3 separate regions of the Mus musculus genome follow, and all the other regions are linked to region 3. A link is a contact called in public Hi-C and promoter capture Hi-C data. All regions are on one chromosome and are shown on one strand. The core of a region is the stretch at or near the end of the contact, and the rest is flanking DNA. Distances in the headings are between cores, read along the strand shown. Region 1 holds the start of Acox3 (acyl-Coenzyme A oxidase 3, pristanoyl). Region 2 holds the start of Rgs12 (regulator of G-protein signaling 12). Region 3 holds the start of Nelfa (negative elongation factor complex member A, Whsc2).

Region 1 (4,441 bases), core at 29-2,528, 1.6 Mb after region 3:
GCCGGTGGAGACTGACTGCCCATTCAGACTCTTCAGAAAGGCAGAAGACAATCTTACCAGCTGTTCAGGCACTATGAAGGTGACTGGGTAGGAGTGCTTCTCTGTTTCCGGAAACTTCTAGGCTAGACTAGAGCAAGGCATCCAGGGTTGGTGGCTGCTGTCTTCTGCCTTTGCTGCCAGGTTCCCCTGCTTGGTGGTGGGAGGCCCTGTGACAACTGCACCCCAGGTGAGAAGGATGCATTTGTTCTTGGTTTATCTGAGTTTATTTGGTGACTGTTTATGGTGGGAGCAATCATATTCCTTAGGCTGCCCTCCCTTCAGTCATTTCCCTTTGCTATTATTATTATTAATAATTATTAGTACTATTATTAGTAATAATAATAATAATTGTATAGTGTGTGCAGGCACTAATGTACCAGGGAATGTTCCTGGAGATTGAAGGACCTCTTTCTGGAGTCAGTCCTCTCCATTATGAGTTCATGACCCATGTGCAGGACTCCCTACTTTCCAATAGGAAAGCCCCACTGACACCTGTGACTGCAAGTGTGTTCTGAGTCAGAGCCATAAATGCAGTAATTGCTGCGGACAAAGTAGTTATGCAGTAAGGCAAGCAGCTCCCAGCCTTAGCTGGCAGCGGCAGAGTCCACTTGTGTCTGATCCCAATGCCTTAAGTCTGTCTCTGAAACGGAATTCAGCATCTTTCTCTGGCCCTAACTCCATTATCCATCATTTTAGTCCTTTTCAAAGGTATCAGCTGTACCCATGCAGGCACACATTTCCTCTCAGCTGTACCACAATGATGAAAGTCCTGGCTGGACAAGCAGATATTTGCTCAGAAACTCCTAGCCAGGGGTGCGCTGAGCAGTTCTGTAGTGACTTTGGGAATCTGCCAACTCGAGCACTATTTAGGAGTGCCTAGCAAGGAAGCCATCTGGAAAATTAGGAGCAATTCTGAGTAAAGTGCATCTTAATGGATCCGCGGTCCAACTCTCCTGGAAGTGCTCCCAGAGCCACGAGAGGCCTGGACCTAAACACGACAGCTCTGACCGAAGGCGGTTTCTGAATAAGCCCGAAGCATCTAACCCGGGAGAAGGCAACCGGAATGAAATCCTTTAAACTCTAAACCCGGAACCGCATTTGAGCTGAGCTCTCGGAAGCGTCCGCGTTTCCCTGGCGACGGGGCGGCTCAGAATGATGACGCAAGGCTTCAGCCGGCAGCAACCCCAGTCAAGGGAGGGATGATGTCCGGGATGGGGCGGGGTGGGGCGGGGCGGCACCACCAGCTTGCTCCGCCCTCAGAAGTCAGGATATTCCTGATAAATAGTGTCCTCCAGACGCCGGGTTGACTAGGACCACGAATCCCAAGCTGGATCCGGGAGGTGAGGACGTGCCGGGCCCGGGAGATTCCAGACAGGAAGGGTTTGCAGGAGCTCAGGCTGGGGTGACTGCTGGCGTTTGCACTCTGCCTGACATCATACTCGCTAGCGGGAGAACGAACTGACCGCAGCTTTTTACAATCTGCTCGGCGGCCGGGAGGTATCCCAAGACAGAACAAAGTTAGCTTGTAAGTTGAATTTGTAGTGTCTGAGGACTGCTCCCTACTGTGCCCGGGCAGGACACTATTTATACTTCTCAAGTGCATTGTGGACTTAGCGAATTCTTAAGGAAGTGCGCTACCGCTGATCTACACCTGAAACCTTAGTTCTCCGTTTGAGTCTCAGTTGATCCGGCTGCCCTCGAACGCTATCCTCCTGACTCAGTCTTGGCATCATGGGTCAGTCCATTATGCCAACATAACACTGACTCTTAAAAGCGGGACCTAGAAGAGGAACAGAAACAAGGTCAGGTCATCTGCTACTTTGTTGTAAGACTGAAGCAGGAAGGAAATCCTTACCGTAAGGTCAGGTGGTACCAATCTCCCAGGTGTCCTGAAAGTTTCAGTCTGATAACACAATGTGTGATGTTAATGACTCTATGTTGGTTGGGTCTGGTCTGTAGGGGACATCCATATAGGACTTCAGACCAAAACTAGGGCCTCATAATTTTTTATTTTGAATAGACTAAAGGACTGGAGGAAAGTTGTGTCAGAACAGTGATAATGAAACTGTCATTTACCTCAGGAACATCACAAGTGCCTGATTTGAGTCCCAGGAACGTGGCAGACACTGCCCCGTGTGCAGAGTTATCGTTGCTTCTGAGAAACGGGGACAAAGCAGGTCGGTAAGTTCACAGAATTGGTAAACTGTATTATTGAGGCAGCTTGGCTCTGTGGGCTTTGTTTGTTTGATCTGCACCAGTGTGGCTGTGTTGGTAGCCTCATGTGGCTTGGGATCTTTGGGATCTAGACCAAAGCACCTTGCTCCTTTGCCATCGATGTTTTTAATTAAGAAGAAATTCACTTTCTCATTACCTATGAATCTGTGCCAGGGCAGGTGATTTTTGAGTATGAGAACTTTGTCCTCTCCACAGTTGTCACAAAAATGGTTCCTTCTCATTGAACTATTGTGGCATGCTAATTAAGAAGTGAGTGACCACTTGGGAGGCAGAGGCAGGTGGATTTCTGAGTTTGAGGCCAGCCTGGTCTACAAAGTGAGTTCTAAGACAGCCAGGGCTATACAGAGAAACCCTGTCTCAGGAAAAAAAAAAAAAAAAAAAAAAGAAGAAGAAGAAGAAGTGAGAGTGAGTGACAACATGCTCAAAGGTTCCTTTTTTACTCAGAGTCTCATGTAGCTCAAACTGCCTGTAATGTCTGATCCTCCTGCCTCTGCCTCAGAAGTATTTTGATTATGGTGTACATAGTGCCTGGTATGGGAGATATACATATACATATGTGTATACATATCCATGCATGACGTATATTTATATCATACATTTATTTTATGTGTTCACCTACGTGCATGTATATGACTCTATGGGTACAATACCCACAGAGGCCAGGAAAGGGTGGCATCCTTTAGTTGTGAGCTGTTATGTGGGGGGCTCGGAACCAAACCTAGGTCTTCTCCTAGAGCAGCCAGTGATCTTAACCACTGAGCCATCTCTCCAGCCCCCATAAATATGTTTGTTTTTTTAAAAAATGTGGGTGCACTAGTTACTATTCTTGTTGCTGTTACAAAACACTTGACAGAAGTTACTTAAGAAAGCTTTGTTTTAGCTCGCTGTGTGCACATGTGTGTGTATTTATGTGTGTATGTATGTGTGTGCATGTGCCTGTGTGTGTACCTCTCTGGGTATGTACAGCCAGAGGACATCTATCTGAATCAGCCCTCTCCTACCATACATGTAGATCAAATTCCATACATTAGCCTTGATGGCTAGCATTTATACCTACTGGTCTGTGTTGCACCCACACCCCCTTATACTTTTTAAAATTCTGTTTTATTCATTTATCCCCTGGGCAGAGGCTCACTCGTGTCATAGCATACGTGGTGGCTGGGGAGGTCATAGAACAAACTGGGAGAGTCGGTTCTCTCCTGCCATCATGTGGGGCCCCTGGAATTGAACTCAGGTCTCCGGGCTTGGCAGCAAGTGCCTTTATGGCTGAGCCATCTAGCCAGCCTCCCACCCTCTTTTTAAAACTTTACTTTGGAACTCCAGCCTATGGGATGATGTTCTCATGGTTAGCTTGGGTCTTCCCTCAGTTAAAGCTTTCTGGAAATTACCTCAGCTACACACAGAGATAAGTTTTCCTTTTCTCAAGACTCCATATGCAGTCAAGTTGTAAGGTTTGACCATCCCAGAAAGTGAAGGCAGAGGAGGCTGCTTGTGTTGCCCACCTTGCCTGAGGCTGTTCATGTTCTGTACACACTGAGGTGCTCACAGCCCCCACTGCTCATAGCTGACAATGGATTTATTACTTGTTGGCCTTATTTACCAGCCATTAGGTACTGGCTGGTTTTGCCAGAAGGCTGATTAAGTCAGGTAACTCATTTTTACCTTGAAGGTATTCCAAGTACTGGTGATTAAATTAACCTCGCTTCTCACAGGTGCCAAAACCTTGGCTCTCTGTCTGAGTAGTGGTTTTCAACCTTCCTAATGCTGCGCCCCTTTAATACAGTTCCTCATGTTGTGGTGACCCCCAACCACAATATTTTTTTCATAACTGTAAGTTTGCTACTGTTATGAATCATAATGTAAATATCCGTGCTTTCTGGTTATCTTAGGAGACCTCTATAAAAGGGTTGTATGATTCCCAGAGGGCTTGAGACCCACAGGTTGAGAACCATTGGTCTAGAGGATGGTCTTGAATATCTTTCTTAAACTGGGGAAGGATCGTGTGATGGTTTGTATGTGCTTGGCCCAGGGAGTGCACTATTGGAGGTATGGCCTTGTTGGAGTAGGTGTGTCACTGTGGGTGCAGGCCTAAGACCCTCGTCCTAGCTGCCTGGAAGACAGTCTTCTACTAGCAGCCTTCAGATGAAGATGTAGAAAACTCTCAGCT
Region 2 (4,058 bases), core at 1,488-3,987, 1.0 Mb after region 3:
TAAGTGGATCCCATATCCTAACCATTGTGAACAGTGCTGCAGTGAGCATGGGGTGCAGGTATTTGCCATACAACCCTCACTTTCTCTGGATACATACCAGTAGTGGGACTGCTAGATGACATGGTTGTATTTGTAATGTTTTCTTATATTTTTTGATTTATGTATATGAGTATACTATAGCTGCTTTCGGACACACCAGAAGAGGGCATCATTGGATTTTATTACAGATAGTTGCGAGTCACTATGTGGTTGCTGGGAACTGAACTCAGGACCTCTGGAAGAGCAGTCAGTGCTCTTAACCACTGAGCCATCTCACCAGCCCTATTTGTAATGTTTTGAGGAACCTCTGTGTGGTTCCCCTATCAGCACCATCAGCACCAGTTAGTTAACTGGCATCAAACACATGTAAACTGTGCAGCCATCACTCTGTCCTCCTTTAGAATTTTCCCATATTCCAAAACTTAACTTGTCCAGTATGGGCTCCTCATGTGGCCACCATGGCTGAACCCACCTCCTAACTCCTTGCCTGATAATTTAGACAGGTGACTGACTTCTGGCTGTTTTTGACCCTGCATGTTTGCCCTTGTAAAGGTGCTACCAGAGAGGAACAGAAATCTGGGAGATAGCAACCTAGGGGCAGTAAAGGGACAGAACATGGGCTGAGCATGGTCTGCCCATCCATGACCACATGAAGGATCTTGGCTGGAGGAATAGAGATTTCACAGTGACTAGCTTCTTCGCCAGCCTGAGGATCCAGGCTTGGGGACTTGAGCTTTCGTCCCTGTTCCTACATCAAGTCTATAAGGCACCTGGAATGCAGCCCAGTGTGGAGGAAATGAAAAGCAAAAAAGACCCCTATGCTGGACGCCTTTCACAGCCTCTGCTGGCTGCTCTCCGTCCTTCTTGGTGTCTCCCACAGCTCTGGGAGGCAGCCCCCTGTGGCCTGCTTCCTTCTGGCCTGGTTGTGCTTCCTTCAAAGGTCCTCTGCCTTCTCCCTACCTCCCTTTTTGTACGCTGGGATAGCTTATTGACATTAGGTCCTTTATAGTTGAGGTTCCACAAGGGCACAGAGGGTCAGGGTGACAGGCAACAAGAGGACTGTCAGCATCTCTAGGGCTGGAAGTAAGATAAGAGTGGTCATGGGATAGGGGAGAAAGCAGAAAGAGCAGTGACCCACACAAAACGACAACGCTGTGCTACCTAGCAGGGTTGACTGCTGGCTGTAGAATGGATCAGCAATGAATGTTTAAAGGGGGAAAAGACAGGAGAGGAAGAAGCAGGGCCAAGAAAGTAAGCAGAGAGATTTTGAGCTTGAAGGAGGTCATTGAGGCCAGGCTGAGAGAAGAGGTGTGAGGGGGTACCACATGCATAGAAATAGGGCTCTGTTACTCCATTGGCCTCAGTGTCACAGGGCTTCCTACTCAAGACACATTGACAGTCAATACATCTACCTATGCAGTGAAACGAAGCTGCACACTGACAAGAACACAGGGTTTACTGTCCTGGAAACACTGGAGGGACTACCAGTCGTGACTTACATTTCCTGAATTTAGGGAGGAAGTGAGTGTTAAAGGTTACAGCTATGGGGTTTTTATGATGATTTAATCTCAAGACCAAGAAGCTTGAACCAGGCTGGGGCTGGTGTTTGAGAAAAAGAGGGCCTAGGCAGTGAATTCCTGGTCTAAACTTTTTAAGTAAAATGCCCAGTTTCCTGTTTTCTGAAAGTACTTTAGCTAGTTTCTAACTGGGAATGAAACTTCTGAAGACGCTGTGGCTGCTCGGAAGTCAATGTGGGAAGGGAAGGGGAATTCTGCCCTTGACGTCTTTCACCAAAGAAAGGTCTCCTTGAGGTAGACAAGGTCCAATGTTCTGAAAAGGTTGGGCGTAGGAACTATAAAACCAGTTTGTGCAACTATTGTATCATAGCCTGAGTGGTGCTTGGGACAGGATTGATGTATTTCTCTCCATCTCAAATGCACGCCCTCAGGTAGATGACCCCTCTCCTGGCAGGTGGGAAACTTTCCTCACAAATGCATCGTGTCTCAGAGCTGCCCCTTGAAGGAGGACGAAGTGGTCTCTCTCTGCACGTGAAGAAGATCACACATCCCAGCTCTCTGCAACCATTCAAAAAAGAAACCCATCTGGCTTTTGCGATTTAGTAGGGTAGCTCAACCCCTCAGCTGGACCAAGGCGGAAGTCCCGCCCCGGCCTCCATGCTCCGCCCCGCCTCCGTCTAGCCTTAAGCCCTGGATGTTGAGCTTTCCGTTAGGTCTTCAGTCCCAGGCAAGTCCCTACTTCTTGAGCGCTTCTGTGCTAGGAGTCCGATCCCGCCTGACCCCGAGCCACTGTCCAGTAGGGCGGACTTTGCTCTCCAGGAGCCCGGCCCCCAGAAGCCGGATCCCGTTGGTCCCTGACTCCAGCTGTCCAACGACCTGATCTATCCCCTCATCCAGCTCCGTCCCCCAAAACCTGACTCCACCAAAATCCTAAACTTGGTGAATCTCGAATGAGCCCCACCAAGAGCCCAAATCACACCCTCCAAAAGCGGCTGAACTCCCCACCCTTCCAGGAGCCACACCCCCAGAAGCAGGACCCGCGGGGTCAGAGTCCCGAAGCGCACAACGGCCTGACCCGCCCCTCACGGGTCCCGCCCCCAGAGCCCCGCCCCCTAGGCCCTGGGCCCCACCCCCAGGAGTCGGAGCTCCTCTCTCAGGGGCCGGACCCTGCCCCTCCCGGAGCCCCGCCCCCGGCCCGGCGACGGCGGTGACCGTTGATGCTTTCGGCGGGCGCCCGGCGGGAGCAAGCGGCGGCCCGGTAGGTGAGCGGAGCCGGCGCGCCTCCTCGCGCGTCTTTCTTCTCTGGCGCGCGCCCCCGCCCGGCCCGGCCTTGTCCTCCTGCGGCCGTGGGGCCGAGCTCGGGCACCGCCCGCGCCTTCTTTGTTCGCGCGGGACTCCGGGAACTTGCCCGCGCGGGCTGCGGCCGGGGTCCCGCGCAGGCCGGATGTGCGGGTTCCGCAGGGCTGCAGCCCACCGGACTCGGGCGGGATCTGACCCGGCTCAGAAGCCGGCCCGGCTGGCCATGAGGGGACTTTAATGTCCAACTCAGCCCGCGGTCTCATTGTTTGGGCAGAGACCGTATCCAAGGACCCGAACTGAGGAAATGTAGGGCAAGAACGCAGGGCAGCCCACAGCGAGCGAGCATCGAGAATAGCTGGAGGGGTTAGAGCTGGGAAGTGTAGACAAGGGGGTTCAGAGTGTAGATAGAGGGGCCCCAAACCTGTGGACTGTGTGTGTGTGTGTGCGCAGAATTGTAGAGTGTAATAAGGGCTCAGCTGTGAAGTGTAGATGAAGGGGTGGTGTGTAGCTAGGGCCCAACCCCTGGAGTGTAAACAGAGGGGCTTTGACCAATAGAATACAAATGGAGGGGCCCAGGTTCCTGAAAAGGCCTCAGATGGAGTGTAGATGGAGGTCGCCCTGGTGAGGAAGCCTTGAGCCTACATCAAGCAACTGGTGTGTGGGAGAGGGGAGAGAAGCAAAATCAATTGTGAATCAAGGGCCTGCTTACATTCTAAAAGTTTCTGAAGAAAGCACAGTTGTCAGCAGGACAATTTCTCCAGAAAAACTGGGATAAAAATGTTACATCTTTTTATTTGGGGGGGGGGGGCTGGATGACAAGTACCAAGTACTCAGGCTGGCAGGATCTGGACTTCAGGCACACTGCTGGGATAGAGAAAGTCACGGGGTAGAGGGAATGGCTTAGGTAAGACTCTGGAGTAGGATGGATCTTTAAAGGATGCAAGGCCATTTCTGTGAAGTTTCTTGGAACCTACCTCAGTGGGACAAAGGAGGAGGGTTGCTTCTGACAGGAAAGATGAAAGGCTGGAGAGCTGGCAAAGGAGATCAGCAAATACCGGAGCTGAGGAAAGGCCCTCAGACTTGGGGTGGCCTGTGTGTTGCCAGTCTTGGCGCAGGAGTCAGAAGGCAGGGTTTATACTGAGTAGACCAAATTGCAGTGCATCGTGGAGTTGCCAGCTTGTGACATGAGGCACTTTGTGGTCA
Region 3 (4,052 bases), core at 948-3,447:
CATGTAAACACGAAAATGATACACATACACTAAGACACAGACTGACAGACAGAAGTGCCAGGGGCTGCAAAAAAAGCTGAAGCCATTCCTGAAGATTAAGTGAAGGGTTTGCCCTGTGTGTCACACATCAAAACACACTAAAGGGACAGTAAGTAGCTTGGCTGGTTATCAGCAAGACACACAAATGACTCAAAAAAAAAAAAAAAAAAAAAAAAGAAGGCAGGAGCAGCAGGGCGGAAAAGCTAACCATTTGCAGGTGGTGCTGGACCATCACAGCCACCTGTAAAACTGAACTCAGCTTCACACTGAGAAACAGACAGACAGACAGACAGACACATGGAGACCACAGGCACCTCACCTCAAAAATGGAGTACTTCCTGAACAAGGCCATTCAGAAAGCTAAGCCATAGCTGGGAACTAGGACAGTGGTGAGCACCAATTAAAGAGTATTCCTCCAAAGCAACAAGTCAGGAAAAGAAAAGACAATCCGGGTCAAAATGGGTAACTCACACACAAAAAGAAAGCTAAGCAGCAGAACAAGCAAATAGTACAAAGTTCAACCAAACAATCCTACTAATATCTAAATACCTGACCTACTTGTTTTAGTGAGTATAATTCAATAAAACCATTTTGAAAGGCCACCTGGTATAATCCTACTGTCACCTCCAATGTTACTTCTAGAGTTCACATGAACATGTATTGTATCAGTCACAACAGAACAAACATGAAACAGAAAAACACAAACACACACACACACACACACAAAATGAATGAGAAAAACCAGCCACAACCTAATCGTCCATTTGCTGTCTGCTTGAAGAATGGAACCCCATAATTCGGAGTAAATCAAACTGTCTGCAACAACTTGGATGAATCTGTCCAGGTGTTTACCAACAGAAGACACACCCACACCACACGGAAAATGAATATAACGTGGAAACCTGTTGCCGTATTAAATTCAAATGAGGCAAACCCCAAATACTCGTGTGTGCTAGGAATGCACACACGATTGATAACCCTGCCAAAATAAAACCAAAAAAAAAAAAAAAAAGCCTCCTGCAGGAAAGAGGAATGGAGGTGCTTTGGAGGGACCAGCCTTGTTTTCATGTGTGGAGATAACAGGAGTCATTTAGCTAGCTCTCAGTATTTTTTAAACCGAATAAATATGCAGTTTTGTGTATATGGTATAGTGCAGCAATAAAAATTAATGATATAAAAATAATACAATAACTGGAAATGTTTAAAAACTAAGGTAACTCGGTGTTTTTAGCTGCTATCAGATGTAGTGGCCCAGACCTCCAGAGATTGAGACTGGAGGATACCAAGTATGAGATCAACCTGGGCTACACAGTGAAACTATACATATATTATTTGCGTATGTATTTGCAAAGCATAGTATAAGTTAGAGAGATGCAATGTGGAACAAGAGTACACTGAAAAGAAGCCACAGAATAGCCGGGCGTGGTGGCGCACGCCTTTAATCCCAGGAGGCAGAGGCAGGCGGATTTCTGAGTTCAAGGCCAGCCTGGTCTACAATGTGAGTTCCAGGACAGCCAGAGCTATACAGAGAAACCCTGTCTCAAAAAACAAAAACAAAACAAAACGCCACAGAATAGAGATGAACGCAAGCCGACTGATATTTGGTAAGGCAAAAGCAACAAAATTAAGGTCAGCAGTCACATGGAAAGTTGCACTAACAGCCCCGAACCAAGAGTAGCTTCGGAGCTGAAGCATCCAGCACTGCGGAAGGGGCGGGCCTGGCTGTTGTGGCCATGGCCCCACGACCCCCGAACGCGACAGCGCCCAGCGGCTGGAAGTACTAAGGTGTAGGGGCTAACGGCGCCAAAACGGAGCTGCGCGCGGCCGGCGGGAGAAGGGCAAGGTGCGGCGCCGGAGCCGGCGGGAGGCAGGAGCGGTGCTCCGGCCGGAGAGAGGCTGGCCCGCGTCCTCACCTCGTCCACGGTGCGGCGCGGGAGATGCAGCGTCCCGAGCAGTAGCTTGAGCTTCACGGCCGAGGAGAGGCGGTGGAAGCAGAGGCGGATGTTATCGATGACCGCGGCGGTGAGCAGGGACGCGATGCTGGGTGGCGCCCACAGCTCGTCCGTGGCGCCCAGCTTGTTGTGCAGCCACAGGCCGGTGTCACTCTCCCTCATGGAAGCCATCTTGGCGGCGGCAGCGCGCGTCGGCCGGCATCTTACGCGGACGCCTACGTGTCCCCGGCGAGGACCCCCAACATGGCGGCACCCGTTGGCGCGGGGCGGGGTCTCGAGTGCAACTGCAAATGGCCCCGCCTTCTGGAGGCTTCGAGCCGAGGCGCAAGAACAGGGAGTGGGCGGTGAGTCTCCGCGAAAAGAACTCTGGGTTTCCGTAACGCATGATGGCGGCACCTACTAGGGCGCCGGGCAATGCCGTAGCCATTTGAGTCGCATCCGTGTGTCGTCGAGATGTTCCGCTCAGAGTACCGCAGTGAGGCGCAACAGTTTGGTTTCCCGGTGTGCGGCTCATTGGAAGGAGTCCGGAGAGCGCGCTGGGCTCGTTCTCCACAGACAGTCTTGAATGGCCCTTGCCCGTCCTGCATACAGTGCTGCCTCAGGTCCGCATACAGGTCCGTTCCGTGTCGGGGATGTCACTAGGCCATTTCCCATGGTTATGTGGTCGCGATGGCTGTGGTTAATCATCAGGGCAATTGCAAAGTAGTTCAGAGTACGGTCTTTCAAAGGCTGATCCTCCACAGCTGCTGAGAAGCCTAAATTCACCCTGTAGTGTCTCTCTTTATCAGAACTTGACAGTGTAGTTCTGTCCATCCTTCGAACTCACTCTGTAGACCAAGCTGGCCTCAAATTCCGAGATCCACTTACCTCTGCCTCCCAAGTACTGGGATTAAAGCCCTAGGCCACTCACAAGGCAGTGTCAGCAAAAGTGGCAGTAGGGCACGACTCTGGTCACAGATATTTAGGAGATTGAAAAGGATCGGTTGGGCCGAGGAGGTAGAGGCCATCCTGTGCAAAATAGTGAAACGAATCTCTTAAAACACTAAGTATCCTGGGAGTGGTGGTTCATGTCTGTAATTCCTGGAATTTGAGCTCAGATAGGAGGGTTTGAGTCCATTTTGAGCCACAGAATGAAAATATATAACTAAATGTAAATTGTTTTCTCCTAATTGAAATATTTCATGAAGAGGGGAGAGCAGCTCTTAAGACTTAGCATGGTAATTAAATGTACAAGCCTGAGGAAACTTGGAAAGGCATAAGACTCACTAGGCCACTTCCCATGGTTATATTAACAACTATTGACAGAAGAGACTGTGGAATTGCCTGATTCAAGGGACTGGGAGCCTCAGGTATCCAGCATTTGGTGACAGCTGTAGTGGAGTGGTCTTTCCTGACACTTTAAGTTACTCAGACTTGCCTGGTGGTGGTGGCACACACCTTTAATCCCAGCACTTGGGATGAAGAGGTAGGTGGATTTCTGAGTTCGAGGCCAGCCGGGTCTACAGAGTGAATTCCAGGACATCCAGGGCTACACAGAGAAACCCTGTCTTGGAAAAAAAAAATGTTGCTCATCCTTGAAGTAGGTTTTTGCTACTTTGTGGGTTCTTTTTCCCACCCTTCATCCTCCCATCCATTTCACCCTCTATCATTAGATAGAGAAGGAAGGATAGAGGAGGAGGAGAGAGAGAGAGATCCCTGAATCTAGTTTCTTCTTTGAGCACCGCTACTAACAAACCACAATCCCCTCCCCCTGCTCCCAATGGCTAACAATCACCAACTCCACTTATCAGGGCTCTAGCATTTATATACCCTCTGAAAAATTCCCAGAATTTCAAATGCCACACAAACACAGAAACTATCTGCAGCTGGCAAAACCATGGCTCTGCTAATCAGTCAGCTGCTACAAAGCAGCCCCATATCCCCACACTTAATATTAAGACAAAAACATAATATTTCTGTGTTTTTTAAAGAAAGCAAAATATCAGAATTCTGAAAATTGCCACTACACATAATTGCCAGGTGTGGTGGTACACATCTTTAATCCTAGCACTCAGGAGGCAG

What was found. Hi-C and Micro-C count contacts between places; a contact is called where the count stands out from the background. Capture Hi-C pulls out chosen DNA fragments and counts their contacts.
Region 1: a contact with region 3 is called in a Hi-C map of CD8 T cells, with 8 times the contacts expected there. The contact joins the promoter of Acox3 here to the promoter of Nelfa in region 3.
Region 2: a promoter capture Hi-C map of liver shows a contact between it and region 3, with 4 times the contacts expected there. The contact joins the promoter of Rgs12 here to the promoter of Nelfa in region 3. A contact is called at or near these places in 1 of 39 promoter capture datasets (cranial neural crest) and 1 of 9 other capture datasets (liver).

Annotation. Positions count from the first base shown.
Region 1 is chr5:35,581,756-35,586,196 of GRCm38.p6, forward strand. It overlaps Acox3 (acyl-Coenzyme A oxidase 3, pristanoyl), which reads left to right and starts at 1,279. Exons shown (of 19, transcript NM_030721.3): 1 at 1,279-1,379; 2 at 2,121-2,220. It overlaps 4931431C16Rik (RIKEN cDNA 4931431C16 gene), which reads right to left. Exons shown (of 4, transcript NR_045807.1): 4 at 1-1,819.
Region 2 is chr5:34,946,711-34,950,768 of GRCm38.p6, forward strand. Rgs12 (regulator of G-protein signaling 12) reads left to right here and starts at 2,738. Exons shown (of 17, transcript NM_173402.2): 1 at 2,738-2,814.
Region 3 is chr5:33,934,074-33,938,125 of GRCm38.p6, forward strand. Nelfa (negative elongation factor complex member A, Whsc2) reads right to left here and starts at 2,198. Exons shown (of 11, transcript NM_011914.3): 1 at 1,953-2,198. The coding sequence starts at 2,162.